Regions from separate parts of the Cricetulus griseus genome. Here region 1 is linked to region 2. Evidence: chromatin contacts called from public Micro-C data. All regions are on one chromosome and are shown on one strand. The core of a region is the stretch at or near the end of the contact, and the rest is flanking DNA. Distances in the headings are between cores, read along the strand shown. Region 1 holds the start of Slc9a1 (solute carrier family 9 member A1). Region 2 overlaps Slc9a1 (solute carrier family 9 member A1).

The links. A called contact is a pair of places that touch in the nucleus more often than the background predicts.
Region 1: a Micro-C map of the CHO-K1 cell line shows a contact between it and region 2, with 1.5 times the contacts expected there. The contact joins the promoter of Slc9a1 here to the enhancer-like site in region 2. A contact is called at or near these places in 4 of 8 Hi-C or Micro-C datasets (the CHK-Q cell line, the CHO-K1 cell line, fibroblasts and 1 more).

What each region holds. Positions count from the first base shown.
Region 1 is chr2:19,905,910-19,909,317 of CriGri-PICRH-1.0, reverse strand. It overlaps Slc9a1 (solute carrier family 9 member A1), which reads left to right and starts at 2,087. Exons shown (of 14, transcript NM_001246753.1): 1 at 2,087-2,450. The coding sequence starts at 2,087.
Region 2 is chr2:19,865,918-19,869,256 of CriGri-PICRH-1.0, reverse strand. The region is part of intron 1 of Slc9a1 (solute carrier family 9 member A1); the gene reads left to right. Among named protein-coding and RNA genes, the nearest start is that of Slc9a1, 40 kb to the left of the region's middle. Within about 2 kb of position 1,601, at least 2 of the 6 cell types and tissues checked have open chromatin away from gene starts, as enhancers often do. A contact at or near this core is called in the CHO-K1 cell line and fibroblasts, where this site is marked.

The sequences.
Region 1 (3,408 bases), core at 838-3,337, 40 kb before region 2:
GTTTGCCTTGCATAGGCAGGGTTCTGTGTTCAAATCCTACTACTTAGGATGAAAAGAATTCCAATGCTTGCACCATATAGACATAATTTCTTGAGCTTTCCGAATTCCAATCATGATCATTTTTCAAATTTCAGCTTCAGCTGTGTGTGGCGGTGCACAGTAATCCCACTTGAGAGGCAGAGGCAGGAGGATTGCCAGAAATTAGAAGCCAGGCTGGGCTACACAGCAAGACTCTCTCTCACAAAACAGAGAACATGCCATTTTTGGAAGCTGTGTTCTGCCTGCAGGTAATAAAAATCCTTCTTTATTCTTTAAACCAATCAAACAAATAGACAGACAGACCAAAACAATGCCCAGCTTCTTGCTTTTTTGTTGTTTCACTACCGTTATGGGTTGAATTGTGCCCTTTCAAAAGAAGTTGAGGTCTTCCCCCTGCCCATACTAAGTGCCTGTGAATGTGGCTGCCTTATTAAGGTAAGCCCCCCTCCCCCTTTTTTTTTCTTTTTGTCTCTTTGAGACAGGATCTTCCTATGTAGCCCAACCTGGTCTGGAACTCACTTTGTTACGCAAGCTGACCTGGAGTTGAAATTCCTCCTTCCTTAGTCTCCCAAGTGCTGGCAGTTATGGGTGGGACTCATTGCTCACGGCTTAGATGGACTTTTTAAGTTGATCAAGCTAAGGTAAAGTCATTAGGGCAGACTCCTAATTCAATTTGACCGGAGTCCTTATAAAAGGGAACATTTGGATCTAGAGACAGAGACAGGGAGGTTGGAGTTAGCTCCCCCAGTCAAGGGAAGCCAGCACACTGCCAGCAAAGCACCGGCCAGGAGATGGGATGCAGTAATAACAGAGCTGTGCTCACTCAGTCCTTAGCACAAACCTACCCTTGCGAACATTTCAGATTTCTAGCCCACATTTATTTATTTAGCTTATTTTGTGGCGCTGGGCATTGAAATCAAGGCTTTACAAATGCAGGCAAACACTCTGCCTCTGAACCACAGTCCCACCCCTCTCGTTCTAAACATTGCACATAGATGACTTCACTTAGCCATTATGCTGTCCGTTTTTTATAGCTACTTATCTCCACGTTACAGCTGAGAAAGCTGTGAAACAGAGAAGCTAAGTTACTTGCTCTAGAACATTCGTGTTAGACTGCACTTTTTTTTTTTTCCATCTGGGTCTCGGCTTCCTCTTCTTACGGGATACCTCCTTCTCTCGACGACAGGGGCCGCTGCACTGCGCGGGCGCTGACAGGTCTCTCTAGCTCTCTGCGCCGGCTGCTCGTTGGTGCCTATAAATGGCTGCGCTGTGCTCAGCTAGGCATCAGTCCGCTGCCGCGGGACCCGTGGCTGTGTCGGGGCTGGAGGTGGAGCCGGAGCTGGAGCTGATCGTGAAGGAGCTGTCGCTCGGCCAGGGTGCACTACAGCACTGCACCGGGGTCACAAGGAGGGGTGTGTTGCTGCTGGCTCACTGCGCGCCGGCTCCAGCCTGCTCCGAGTCGCCTTCCCGCCAGGCCGCCTGCTTGCCTCCGTCTTCCGCCTCCCTCCATTTCCCTGGAATCTCAACCCGGCGCGCCTGGACCCTGGCTCTCCTCTGGGTGGGGAAGCCCCAGCCCCTTTCCGGCTTTACTCCTTTCTGGCAGGCTGGCCTTCAAGCCTTCTTCTCTCTCCTTTTCCTGCAGTGGGTCTCACCCTTTTCGGTCCCTTCTACACAGGTTCCTTACCCCTTCCTTTTCGCCGAGTCCCAGCACCCCGGTGATTTTCCTTAGCCAAAGGTCCCATCCTTCTTTCCTCCTTTCCCTTGCTGGTGCCCTCTTTCTTTAGGACGCGGTCCCCGATTGCCTTCTCCCAGCCTGGAGTTCTAGATCTTTTGGGTTTCCTCCCAAGTTCCTACAAGGTACTTGCCCCCCTTTCCAGTTTGGACTTTAAGATTGTGAATCTCTAGAAAAGCAAAATACCTCTAAATCATGAACTTTTCCTAGAGACTGCCCCAGTCTCGTCCCACCCTGCAGACTGCTTACTCTCTATGTCCCAGGTCTTATACTCGCTTCCCTAAGGGCTGAGGCCTCACAGGCTGAGGGAGCAGCATGATGCTTCGGTGGTCTGGCATCTGGGGACTTTCTCCACCTCGGATCTTCCCCTCCTTGCTGGTGGTGGTTGCCTTGGTGGGACTGTTACCTGTTCTCAGGAGCCATGGCCTCCAGCCTAGCCCTACTGCCAACACCATCAGAGGGGCTGAACCACCACGGGAACGCTCAATTGGGGATGTCACCACTGCTCCATCAGAGCCTGTCCACCACCCAGATGACCGCAATTTGACCAATTTACACATTGAACATGGCGCTAAGACACTTCGAAAGGCCTTTCCAGTGCTGGACATTGACTACTTACATGTGCGCACACCCTTTGAGATCTCCCTCTGGATCCTGCTGGCCTGCCTCATGAAGATAGGTAAGTCTGAGGTGTGTGATGGTGTTGCTTCTGCCGCCACCACCAGATAGGTGAGCTTCTTTCTTGTCCCATTTGTTACCAGATGGGGCTGCTCAGGGTCTGAATGAACCACTTCTGTGACATAGGCCTCCTCTTCCTTTTTGTGTTTGGTCCTTAAACTCTGGCCTCTGTGATCTGAGACCTTCCAAGATTAGAGCTGGCCTTATGAAGGGGAAGGAAGGGACCAGGGGAGTGCACAGGACTTGAGAATGGGATGCCTCTGACACTAGGTAGTTTCAGTAACGCTTCCAAGGCTTGGCAGGTCTCCTATGGCTTGGATCAGATCTAGAGAGGAGTCGGGTGCTGAACTGTAAGACAGGAGGACCTTTTAGCAAGTGGCACTTTCTGTCCTGTCAACAGGAATCAGTGCAATTTATTACCTTCCTCGTGAGAGTGTTTCAGGACCTGGCCTGTCTCAGGATTTTGCATATAGTAGGGGACTGGTTACGGGAGACTTAGGAGTGTGGTAGAACATCACCAAAGTCTCATTTTCCTTCATCCCCAGGGTAGTATCTGTCCGTTTTGCCTGCCAAGGCTGATCAGATGCCCCTGAGTCAGGTTCCAGACCAGAAATGCCAACCGTTATCCAGTTCATAGGCATTTCCAAAGGCCGTTTTTGGGGTGGCAGGAAAGTGGAGGAAGATGAGATTTGCTTCAGGGTTGTACCCGACTGACCAGAGACATTGACTACTCATTGAAGGAGAAGAGATATAGACAAGAGCTAGGTCTAAAGAGATTTCAAAATACTCTTTTTGGAAGAAGGACATGGAAAAGGTGTTCCCTCCCCACGGGTTGGGCTCCCTGCCTAGCCTGAGCAACCTGTCCTGCTGGGTGATTGGTGTTCTCCAGAGACCGAATAGTCCAGAAGTCCCTGGAGGTAGTGTCCAGGGGGCTTTGCAAGCTGCCTTAAGTTTTTCAG
Region 2 (3,339 bases), core at 352-2,851:
ATGCCTTTAATCCCAGCACTGGAGAGGCAGAGGCAGGTGGATCTGTGTGAGTTCGAGACCAGCCTGGTCTACAAGAGCTAGTTCCAGGACAGTCTCCAAAGCCACAGAGAAACCCTGTCTCAAAAAACCAAAAAAAACAAAAAAAAAAAAAAAAAAAAAAAAAAAAAAAAAAAGGAACTTGGCAAGGCCACTCTGCTAGTCAGTTACTGTACCCTGATTGGGACCCAGTTTTTGCTAGCTGTGGGAACACAGCATGGGTAGGCGGTGGCACACAGTCTTGTCTCCTGCATGTGTGTCTGGGAACCTGCTGAGGCAGTGGCTGAATCTGAGCTACTTTTGCTTCTTGGGTCCCACCAATGAGGTCATGGTGAGAAACCATCTCTGAGTAACTGCTACCTATTATCCCAAGAGCTGGCAGCAAAGAGCCTTCCGGCTGGTTCACTGCATAGTTCCTGAGAGGATGCCTTCAAAGGCAGGTGATCTTCAAGAGGCTGTGAGAGGAACTGTGCAAGGACTTCCCTGGGGAAGAAGGGCTCATGGAAAAAAAAATGGCTGCCTCTGGTCTTCAGGGAACTGCTCTTGGCTGCTTTGGTCCTGGGTGGGTCCTCTGGGAAACCAGCTAGGAATGAAGCATGGATGACTAAGAACAGACTCTGGGGCCTAGATTGTGCACCTAGTTATTGGCTTTCTGAATTTAAGCCAGGTTGCTTAATTAACCTTTCTATGCCTCAGTCTCCTCATCTAAAATTGGGTCTTCTCAAAGCCATGGTAAGGAGCAGACGAGATCAAAATCGTTAGTACACACTGCGGTAGACTCAAGTCACAGTAACTCCCAGGTGAGGCTGCACCTCCCATTGCTGTGCCTGAGAATGGCTGCTGGGATAGCCGAAGAGGACTTAAAGAAATGGAGTCACTGTACAATGAAGAGAGAAATCCCTTGGGCACTGGCGGAACTGTAGCCCCAGTGCGGCCTTCAGGCCTGGAAGTAGGGTGGCAGGCGGACCATTGGTGGGCCTCAGAGACCCCTCTTCCCAGCTTTCCCCTGTGACTTCTGAAGCCAGGGAAGCCTGTGACAAGCAGAACCAGAAACACGCGGTCACCCTAGCAACCGTGGGTAACATGGGACAGCCTGGCCTGCTTTACTGTGCCCACCCAAGCAGATGGGGACAGCCTGAGGAATGTGAATAAAATGTTTTCGCGGTGCCTTGAGAATCCTGTCAATCCAAAATCTAATGCCGTTTCCGTCAGTATGCATTTGTGTGCACGCATGTTCAACGGGAAGGAATGAACACCTCTCCCACAGCCACTTCTCACGGGGAAGGCACACTAGAGCTGCATTCAAGAGTTTGTGCAAGTCTGGGGATGTGGAATTCCACACCTTGCCTCACAGCTCTGTGTGGACAGGATGCCTGGAGGGGTGCTGTGGGGCTTAAGGGGATCACTGGCTTTGCAGCACACAGCTCTTGTGGAACCGGTTCTGTGGCCATGACAGGTCACTTGGTCTCTCCGACTGACCATAAGATGGAGAATTAAATGCTGTCTGAGGTCCATTCTAGCTCCCTTGTCTCTAGATCTGGTTCTAACTATGTCTGCCCTACCCAGATTCCATCACAGCTAAGTCACCACTGCCACAGTTGGAGCCCCGAGGAGCCCTATTTCTTGGACTCTGGCCTCACACCGGGAGCCCAGCTGTTGCTCTTGCCCCTTTCACTACAGGTGCCAGCCAGTTCCCTGTGTTTTGGGACTCTTGGGGGATACAGGGTGGGAACAATTGGAATCATGGCCTTGGGAGAGGAACAAGTTAGGACAGACCACAGGCAGGCATGCTCCTTTCCCCAGAGTCTCCTCCTCCTGACAGACACTGCCCCTCCCTCTCTCAAGCACTTTCCAGTAATGGCCGCCCACTGCCGGCAAGAAGCCAAGAGTGAAGAGATCTAGCCCTTTCCTGTAGCCTGGGCTCAGCCTAAAGGCTCCTCAGGGCTGAAGCCCCACTGCAGAATACTAGGAAGAAAGACCAAACAGAAGACTGGGGGGTGGGGTGGGATGGGAGGGGAAGGACGCCAGGGACATGACTGCAGCCCAGGTATCCTGGGAGCTGTCTTCAGTAGAAGAAAGCATATTGTCTCCTGGCCAAGAGACCCCAAACCCACGCCTGAGTGGCCTGCCAGGGCACATCTTGCCTCTCAGAGCACCAGCTATTCATCTGTAGGAGCACCAGCTGTTCACCTGCCACAGAGGACTCTTCCAGAAAATCATAGTCATCCCCATGAGCTCCTCACAAAGGTCTGCAGGGCCCAGCAGAGCCAGCTCAGGAAAATACTGATACTCAGCAAGTGACTGAGAGCTCTTTACCCCAGGTTCAGAATCCTTCCTTGCAGGCTTGCCCTCTGCAGCGTAGCTGCACTACCTGACTGTTAGGACTGAGTGAGGTGGCCTGTGCTTCCAGCACAGTGCTGGCTCGTGGGGCACCTTCAGAACAGCAAGCATCCTCCGTGGTACTGCCCCTAGCTTGCTCCACTCACACACCCTGTCCAGGCAGGAGCTGTGGCCAGCTCATCTGTGGGCACCAGCTCTGTGGATTGGCCTGACGAACACAGGAGGCTTTTTCCCAGCCTTGCTGCTAGGTGGAGGTGGAAGCTGTCTTCTGCTTTCTGTGTGCTGTCTCTTTAAATTCTGTCTTCTCCTAAGGCAACTGTTGTTGTTGACTCTAGCTGACTGGAGCTGGACTCTTTTTGTGTGTGTGGGTGGTACTTTTTAAAGGATTTATTTGTGTGTGTGTGTATGTGTGCTCACATGTGTGCCATACCCTGCCTGTGGGGATCAGAAAATAACCTATAAGAGTTGGTTCTCTCCATTGTGTGGCACCCAGGGATCAAACTTGGCTCATCAGGCTTGGCAGCAAGCACCTTTACCCACTGAGCCGTTTCACCAGTCCCTAGAGCTGCATTCTTGACCTTGGAAACTGCTTTCTGGCCCATTATAAGAATTCTACTCCCCTAAACTCAACTGACTCACCTTCCTAAATGACTAAATGCCCATTTAAAGAGAATTTTAAACTTTTAAACTCAGTTTTGGAGGGTACTGTTTTTTTGGGGTTTTTTTTGTTGTTGTTTTTAAAGATTTTTATTTATTTATTATGTATACAGTCTTCGGCCTGCATGCCAGCAGGGGGCACCAGATCTCATTCAAGGTGGTTGTGAGCCACCATGTGGTTGCTGGGAATTGAACTCAGGACCTCTGGAAGAACAGTTAGTGCTCTTAACCGTTGAGCCATCTCTCCAGCCCGAGGGTACTGTTTTTTGCTTTGTGTGTATGTGTTTACATTGTGTATGTGTGTAT